2 separate regions of the Mus musculus genome follow, and region 1 is linked to region 2. The links are chromatin contacts, called in public Hi-C maps. All regions are on one chromosome and are shown on one strand. Each heading gives the region's core, a stretch centred on a gene start, on an enhancer-like site or on the middle of the called end of the contact. The rest is flanking DNA. Distances are from core to core; before and after follow the strand shown.

Region 1 (4,680 bases), core at 1,785-4,284, 180 kb after region 2:
AGAACTCAGAAAAGGAGTGAGTCTCTAAGACAATTCCTAGAGATGAAACTATTTCCCTCCTCTTCCTCCTCCTTCTTCTATTTTGCTTGAGTTGGTTCTTTTCTGACTCAAATTTCAGTGCATTGGTGTGTGCCTACCAAGTAACCATAAGCCTTGTTGGTGTCTTCAGATCCCTATTAAAATCTCAATGTACTAGTCTCCTTGCATTACTATAGACAGTCAGTGATATCATACAGAATACAAATACGAGCAATTTTAGGTAAGTTTGTAACTGTTGACTTACAAATGGAAAACCGAAGCAGAAGGTTGCTTGTGACTGTTCCCACTGCTATTGTCCTTCCTGCACACAGGCCCTAGTCCACTCTCACTCAATCCCCATCAATGAAAGCACCATTACATAGAATTATATGCAAAAATGCAATTAAGTCATGTGGATAAGCATTGTGACAAATTCATATTCATAAATATATCTGAGTGGTGTGTAGTAAAAACCAACAGATTCTTAACGACCTAATTTGGTACTCAGTGACAGAGATGAAATCTTCACCTATTATAAACCTATTATAAACTATAAATAATTTATTATTATAAATTTCACTTTTCTATGGTTTACAATGGGGAAGCCAGAAGTTACCTTTTAAAAATATTTCAGTGTTACATGACCCCACCTCATCTAAGGCAGTCTTACTTTGTAGTCCAGGATAGCCTATGAATCACTTTGTGGCTGAGGCTAGTCCTGATATCCTGGCGATCTTTCTACCTTAGCTTCCCAAGTGTTAGGATTAGTCCTGAACCACCCTGGTGGGATTGATATGTTCTGCATAGTATTTGTTTGCTTGTTTTTTGTTTGTTTGAGACAGGGTTTCTCTGTTCTAGAACTCATTCTGTAGACCAGGCTGGCCTTGAACTCACCTAGATTTGCCAGCTTCTGCCTCACAAGTGCTGGGATTAAAGGCATGCACTACCTCAGCCTGGAGTTTTGTCATTTTTTATTTATATACACTTCATAAAGTACCTATATTAAATATACTCTGTATGATATAGTGCAACAGTGTATAGATATACATTATATAGTATATATACATTATGTATGGAGTACAGCATACAAACCTGACACACTATTTTAAAGACAAGGCTTATCACAGTGTGAGAAGGCAGGTGACTCACACCTCTGAAGGGGCTTATGGAGTGCTGTCTCTGCCTTTGAGCTGCCATTCTGAATCGCTCCTTCCCTGCTCTGTGTGTGTGAAGCTGGGTCTGTAACTACATCTCCAGTCTTTTCAGTGTACAAGAAGGAAGTGAGCAACAAAGACAAGTCTTTTGCTCTAGAAAGCTGGAATGGCAGCCGAAGCCTCTGGTACATGCTTAGTGGTTTAAGAACTTTCAGCAAAGTTTAAGGAACCACTACCCCTGCTAACTTTACACACTTGTTTAGCGATAACAGCAACCAAATAACACTATGTATGTTGATAATATGATTCAGAAAAAGTAGAGATAATGCAGATTTGAAATGCTTCAAAAAATATTATTTAGGCTAGGAGTAGCAGGGCAGGCCTGTGAGTCCAGCTATTCAGGAGGTTCAGGCAGGAGATTTAAAGTTCAAAGCCTGTACTACAGAGTGTGACACTGCTGATGGGGGAGGGGTAAGGGAGGGAGAGAGAGGGAGGAAGGCAGAGGGGGAAGGCTATCCCCACAAAATCCCAGCAGAAAATATAAACATTTAAATAAAAGTAATTTTCTTTATGACTTTGATAAAAACAAGGTAATTTTCAAACAAACAAACAATACAAAACAACAAAAACAAAACAAAATAAAATAATGAACCAAAAACCTTCAGAAGGCTTATTTTTCACAGGATGCTAGGCAAGGATGATGGCCAGTGATCATTTATTTTCAGGACATCCAAGATCACTAGCATAGCTTCCCTAGTATCTCACTGCATGAGAACGGCCTTTTCTGAACTCGAGCCTCTTCCTAGCACAGGCATTTCTGACAGACAGCATGGTCCCTTCTCTCTACAGATATCAATTCTCTAACTGTTCTCTTGTACTTCTGCACATACTGAAATTCTGCTAGTTACAGATTTAGGGAACTCTAATCCACTGAATTCAGCAACCCCCATCTTATATCTTCCATGTGGGTGTCTCTAAATGAATTGGAATATTAAAAAAATGTTAGGTCCACATTTTTCATTTATGCAGAACTAACTGGGCATCAACTGTACTGATTTTTATAGCAAAGATATTAACAGTGAAAAGTCAACACATACACATATGTGTGGTTTACACAAGATAAAAAGCATACAAAGGCCAAAGGTCAGGTCACATATTAGAGAACATGATCACCCCCCACCCCCAAGCCACCAAAACCTACCACAGCGAAAGGACAGAGATGAAATAATAAAATCAGTATCCTCAGCCAGGAGTGGAGCCATGCACAAAACAGACCACTCTATCTGTGCACTCTTTTCCTTTGCAGAATCCAATAAACTGCCATTATATTCCTTCTAAATGGTCCCATTACTAGGATTCTATAACAACGGCCTAATCTCTTGATAATTATAATAAATGCTTATAATCAAAGCAGGGACCATTTAGAAACGGAAGGAGAAAAGCTGCTTTCTATCAAACTCACTATAGCTCCCTGACCTCTGAAGCTTTCAGTGCAGCTTCCCTTCCCATTTTGCTCAAATAAATATTTAAGAAAACCCCAGCTCAATGAGACTTTGACCTGAGGCATTTTAGCCTAACTTTTTGTTTCATTTAAAAATATGTTAACAATTAAAATAAAGAGACATGTTTACTTTAGCACACGCATTCTAGAATTTAAGTGATAAATGACTTGATCAGAGACAGTATTTCCTCAGGGAGCAAACATAATAGTCACTTTAGAAAATGACAGTGTGGTGATGAGCTACCCTCTCGAGGCGGCTTTAAGGAAGTATCATTTTCCTGGAGCACAGCACAGTTCAATGCAGAAGTTGGGTCTGGGCTTTCTTGATAAGCAGTGCTAGGCCATGGAAGTAATTTAAGGCTGGTAACGTGACAGGAAATGACTACACACGATCAGGGTGTCTTTCATCTGCATGCATCTCACTTGTTAGCCGTGAACAGCAAGAAGCCAGCTGTGATGATGGTAGGACGAAACTATCAACCTGGGCTACAGCCACGGGGGAACTTTTCAGTCATTGTTGTTGTTATTTGTTTTGTTTATTTATTTATTTACACTCAATATTTTATTCCCCTCCTGGTCCATCCTCCAACTGTTCGGTCTTTTTTTTTTTTTTAAGTAGTGATTTTTAATAAAATGTAGCAAAAAATGACCCTAAATGATCCTAAATGTTCCTATCTCTATATAGGGTTTCCACCAACTGTCAAAAGTGATGGATCTGATTTATAATCAAAACTTTTGTGCTCAGTTGTGAGAATAAACAGAATTATGAGGAGAAAATTATCAAAGAGAAGGAAAATATAAAATACAGTGCCTTCAAGGCAGAGGCAGCTATGCTTTATGTGGTATTCCCAGAGGCTCCGAGGGAGCTTGTAACAGCACACTGAAAAGCTGGACCCTTCGTGAAAACTTGTACATTTATTTAACTAAGTACAATCTCTGAAAATGACCTTGATCCAATGCTTCACCAGGGTCTTACAATGATCTAAAATGACTGCCTGACACCCTTTAAATAGCATTATTTAAATCAAAGTCATTACGGGGTGGGGGGACAGTATTAAGGCAGGGGCATGAAGGACAGGTCTTTGGTAACACACTCAGCATCTTTGTCATAAGAGTGACGAGCAATAGAAACCATCTTAGTCTTTCGAACGGCTAGGGACAGTGTGATCTTTACATTCCCAGGGGCTTATTCACTGCTTGATGGAAGTAAGTGTCAAAGAGAAAGAATTTATAAAACAGAAATGCTGCTTAAGACTTAAAATTTTATATGCAAGAATTTTAAGTGGCAGTTTCCTCAAAACAAGTGTCACCTAAATAAATATTTAATATTTACAAAATTTAGTCATTTTGTAAACTTAATAGGCTAATTTTCATAAATCACCGCCCACTGCAAACCAAGCATTTGACCATGTCTACATCTCCTGTACAGAATCCCCAGTGACCAGGAGTGAATAGGCAGGAACAGCATAGATAAGAAACAACTGAGAAGTGGTAAAACTGCAGCACACTGTGCAGTCTTTTAACTCACTCATTACTTTAAAAGATGTTTCTGTTTCAGTTAGCCAACACAGGTCATACTCTAGGAGAGACGGATTGTCCCGTATTAAGAGGATGATTAGTCCAGTAAATTACGGCTTTCAGATGAAGCCGGCTGTTATATCGCTGTGCTGGGAAGGGGATAGGAGGTTCATTTCAGCACAAGGTAATTATGTGGGGCCAGTGTGTTACCATTTATCATGGCTGAAAGATGACACTCACTGCTAGCCAAGGGAAGCTGCTGCACAGAGGCCCCCATCTAGATCAATACACCATGAATTTTTTTTCCTGGCAAAAAAAGTAATTATACAACAGAAACTTCCCAATCAATACCTTTTCCAGGCTAACACAGATTCTACTATGTCAGCCATCCCCTAAATCTACCCATTAAATACAAATTAAGCTTCTTTTTTCGTGATGTTAGTCATATTTTTCAGTGTTATTTTAAATCTTAACTACTTGTTCCTGATA
Region 2 (4,730 bases), core at 285-2,784:
AGTGTTTATCAGTAAAAAAAATGTGAACTTTCAAATTTATTAGCAATATTAAACATGAATGGATCATTATCCACCATATTTTAACAAGTGCATAAAAGGGGCTTTGGTTCATTTATTTGCAGTGACAATGAGATGAATTATTAAATCTCCTTAAGTGCTGTCCAGTTTTAATGTAACATTTATTTTCATGATGTCCATTCAAATGCAAAGTGTGACTATTTAGCTAAATTGTATTCATGTAGGTACCACCACACTGTGTCTCCCCATTGCAAGATTTATGGTTATAAAAGCGGAGAAGAGACCATTTCTAGTTGGCTTCACATTATTACAATAACTCTTGAGAATTATTTGTGAGGAAAAGCAGTGCTTTTGCTGTTTAAAGCTGCCTTGGCCAGCAAACGCCCACTATCAGCTAAGGTCTTTCTAGCTGGGGCCTTTACTTCTATTCCCCCAGGAAAAAGGACCGCATGGGTGCGAGAGGCTGGGGCTACCATCACACACACACCTGAACATCAGTCACTGTCCTGAACTTAGGGAACCCAACACTCACTGAATGAAGAGACAGCAAGAATCCCCCACTTACTCTAACCTTATTTCTCAAACAGAAATATTAAAGTTATAGTAAAAAATGACAGGATACTGGCATAATTTCCAGAAACTTCTTGTCTAGTGCTCTTTGGTAATCCCTTTGGGCTGAGCAGAGTGTTCAAGCGCCATGTTTCTCTTTGGGGACGATGCTTTCTTCCTTGTGAGTTGTGTCAGATGGTCTTGTGCAGCAAAGGATTGTGTTCTAGAATTTATCTATAATGGACGGACCTGTGTCTGTGCCTTCAAAACATTCCTTCCCTTCTGAATTAAAAAATTTCAGCTCTTACTGATGTCAGAAAGGCAGGCCTGCCTCCTCTACGTTCCGGCTTTGGCCCCTGCCAGACAATGGCCAGCGAGCCTGCTGCCCCTCCTTCTTCTTCTGCACCTCTTCCCCAAGCCCTTTTAAGGGAGTCATTGGTGTCTCCTTGCTGAACAGACGGGTACTGGACTAGGAGACCAGCCTACTGTGATGGAGGCCATCACACAGCTTAGGAATCTGTGATTGGGGCACTCCCTGAGAGATCCACTCCACGCAGGAGGAAGTCCTCCACTGATGTTGTCCTTGTGCTGGGACTTGGCACATCATTACCAGCTTTCCCCATACTCTCAGAGTACAGTTTCTCCCTCTGTCATGGAAGTGCATCCATGACTATGTGTCTGTTTGCTCAGACTGACTCTGCAGGTCAGGACTGTGGCTGTCGTCCCAACATCTGTAACACTGACTATAACAGTGGAGCACCAGTGGGGTAATCTGGGCCAAGCTGGAAGCCGATCCAGAAAAGAGAAAGTGCACGGACATGGGTAGAGAAGACACGGGGCCCATTATTTACAAGAGTTCAGTGCCACTGCAGCAATTAGGCTGACAAACATATAAATGCTTAGTCAACACCCACACTGCCCTCAGGAAGTCCTCAGGAAATCAGAAATGCACATGAGTGCACACAGCAGGGAGGACTGTGGGTGGAGACAAGGCCAGACTGCATGTTTCACTTCCTTCATCCCTGACTGGTTATTCTAGATGCTGGGATTTGTGAATGAATGTCTTCAGTCTAGGCAGTGTTAATATTCAGGAAGATGAGTCAGAGAGATGGCATAAAACTAACCTTTGGAAATGAGCCTGTCAACCCCACTTCCTTTACTAAGAAGCTATCCAGAATTAGAAGGTGTTAGGAAATGAGTTTGTCAACTCAGTTTCCTTCACTAAGAAGTTACCCATTATTAGAAGCTGTACACCTGAGAGTCAAGGAAGTCTAGCAAGTGTCCCTGTGAGAAGCACGGTCCACACAGGGAACAGGTGCAGCACTTGATTCTTTTAAAAAACAAAGGAGCTTATCAAGCCTTCTTGTTCTACAAACTTCAAAGGACACAGGGTGTGAGCCTCTTCAGGCATCTGAGTGGCCAGGCCCCAAACCACCCTGAGACCCTCCAACCACCAGGCTCCACCTGCACTCTAATAGTCTAAAAGCCCCAACTCACCCCCTTCTCCAGATGCTCTGCTCCAAAACTCAAGCTCAGGACTTGAAAACCCAACAATCCCTGATCTTGAAATTGCACCAATTCCTGGGCTCATCCCAAGCTCAGGATCTGTAATCCCACCAATCCCCACCCTAGAAAACTGTGCCCCTAAGAAACCCTGTATAATCTCCCTCCCAGGTCTTTGTTGCTTTGTGCCCAAGCAAAGGCAGCCACCCTCTGTGTTTTCCCCAGTAAATCTCTTGTATGAAGTTTGTTGTCCCATGTGACTTTGTGGTGTTCTTTGGCTCCTGACTGCCAGGAGTCCTTTCCCCTCAGTGCTGTAACACTTGCACTGGGGAAACCTGTACTCTTAAAGCTATAACATTTACACAGGATCCTTGGTGGACAATGGTTTTATTGCTGATATGAAAACATGGGTTGGTTGGCTTGGTCTTAGAACGCAACACTGCTTAATCAGGTTTGTGATCTCTAAATTGGAACCCTAGATTTTGAAATTATATTAGTTATTGCTATATCAGTTATGCACTGATATGAGTAGGCCACACTTGCAATGACGTGCACAATGAAATCAGAGGATGACTTGAGATGGTTCTTTCTACCATGTAGGACCTGGGGAGTCAAGCTTAGCTCATCAGGCTCCGTGGCTATCTCCTTCACCTGCTGAGTCTTCTTGCTGGCCCAGAGCTTGGAGATTTCAGCACACTTATGCAAATCGCATTCAAGGCTCCAGCAAGACAAAGACAGAGTAAACACAGTTTTTCTCCTTATCTAGACAAAGACTTGGGAATGGAACCTGATGTTTTCTTATCTCGACCTTTGGTGACAGTAATGTGAGCACCTGTATGAGCAACTTTCTATCTCTCCTTAGCTAACTGTCTCAAATCACACCTCACCTATAAAGCTAATCACTATTTCCATGCTTATCAGTATCAATATCTTCTTCTCTGATATTTCTAGAAACTGAATGATAAGGAGAACATTTTACTTGTGTGCCCTATGTGGATCAACACAGTGTCTGTGATATCCATTCCTCTTTCAGTCAGTATTCATTTCAATGTCCAGCAGTGTCCCATTATCAGCTCAGCACAGCTTAGAGACCTGTTAGCTTCTGGTTTTAGAAGTAGTTGCACATTTGTGATGGAGGGAGGCAGGTACCACTGGATTAACATGTTGATATGGTGGTAGGCAGCATTATCATCGGATGTGCATCACTATATGGTGGTAAGCAACTATTACCGTTGGATGTGTACCTGGATATGGGGCAGTTGCTATGGACAGAATACACACATGTGCTCCAAACTGTGGTATTGACTTATGTATTTATGTTTATGAACCTAGAATGTAATGGTTACCGCTATAAATGAGGAAGGCATTTGGATTTGTGTGGTCTGTAGGGTATTTACGTATTATAGCTACTACATGCCAGAGCCCATTCTCTTACCAGCTGATTACAAGTAGGAAGACCACCTCGGTTTTCTACTGTGAACTCTTTAGATAGAAATACAAGTTCAAGATGGCTTCTAACAACCTACAATTTTTCTATAGTGATTCTGAACCATTTTTGTATTATTACCCTGCAGAATATTCACTAGTCAATCATGAAATGCTTAGCACCTGTCTCTCTCTAGAGCCTGCCACAATGCAGGTGTGTTCAACCCCACAGGGAGATTTGAGTACTTAAGATTCTGCAGAGGTAGGCAGGCAAGGACACAGAAATGTGCTGTGTGCTGTGCAAGGGGTGCAACAAATAAGATGGCCACAGGTGACTTTTGAATTTCATACACAGATGACCTCTGGTCTTACCTGCTTAGCTGGACTATAAAACTCCCCATAGAGAGAGAACTCAGAAGGGCCACTTTCTCAGTTGTCTTGCTAGGCTCTTATCTGTAAACCACCCTGGCACCCACCAATCATATTACAGTTAGTCACACCTTCAACCAGGCCCCCTTTCTTACTGGTTTTCAAGGCTCTCTCTAAATGTGTCTTCCCCATTGTACTGGCTAGTTTTGTGTCAACTTGACACAGCTGGAGTTATCACAGAGAAAGGAGCTTCAGTTGAGGAAATGCCTCCATGAGATCCAACTGTAAGGCATTTTCTCAATTAGTGCTGAAGGGGAAAGGCCCCTTGTGGGTGGGACCATCTCTGGGCTGGTAGTCTTGGTTCTATAAGAGAGCAGGCTGAGCAAGCCAGGGGAAGCAGGCCAGTAAAGAACATCCCTCCATGGCCTCTGAATCAGCTCCTGCTTCCTGACCTGCTTGAGTTCCAGTCCTGACTTCCTTGGTGATAAACAGCAGTATGGAATTGTAAGACAAATAAACCCTTTCCTCCCCAACTTGCTTCTTGGTCATGATGTTTGTGCAGGAATAGAAACCCTGACTAAGACACCCATTATTCAAGGCTGTTGCCCATTTAGAGGCAAGTGAGAAAGAATCTGCCTCAGTTCCCAAGAAGCATCGCATTGCAGAACTCCTGAGTTAAGGAGCTGTCCTGCATGCATGCAGAGGCCTCTGTATGGCAGCTATGGGGCAGCACAGTCCTCTCACAGTCTGTGTGCTTAACTGCTTTCTTCCCTCTCTGTCTCCCCTCTAACAGAGTTCCTCCTCTGTGAAAACCCTGATACTAACTCATCAGAAGAGGAGATACACACATAGGTTGAATACGTTTG

The links. Hi-C and Micro-C count contacts between places; a contact is called where the count stands out from the background.
Region 1: a contact with region 2 is called in a Hi-C map of bone marrow-derived macrophages, with 2.0 times the contacts expected there. The contact joins two enhancer-like sites. A contact is called at or near these places in 1 of 484 Hi-C or Micro-C datasets (bone marrow-derived macrophages) and 1 of 9 other capture datasets (bone marrow-derived macrophages).

Annotation. Positions count from the first base shown.
Region 1 is chr3:55,826,032-55,830,711 of GRCm38.p6, forward strand. All of the region lies in intron 38 of Nbea (neurobeachin), which reads right to left. Among named protein-coding and RNA genes, the nearest start is that of Mab21l1, 46 kb to the left of the region's middle. Within about 2 kb of position 3,035, at least 36 of the 459 cell types and tissues checked have an H3K27ac peak or open chromatin away from gene starts, as enhancers often do. A contact at or near this core is called in bone marrow-derived macrophages, where this site is marked.
Region 2 is chr3:55,650,962-55,655,691 of GRCm38.p6, forward strand. All of the region lies in intron 49 of Nbea (neurobeachin), which reads right to left. Among named protein-coding and RNA genes, the nearest start is that of Gm46804, 54 kb to the right of the region's middle. Within about 2 kb of position 1,535, at least 63 of the 459 cell types and tissues checked have an H3K27ac peak or open chromatin away from gene starts, as enhancers often do. A contact at or near this core is called in bone marrow-derived macrophages, where this site is marked.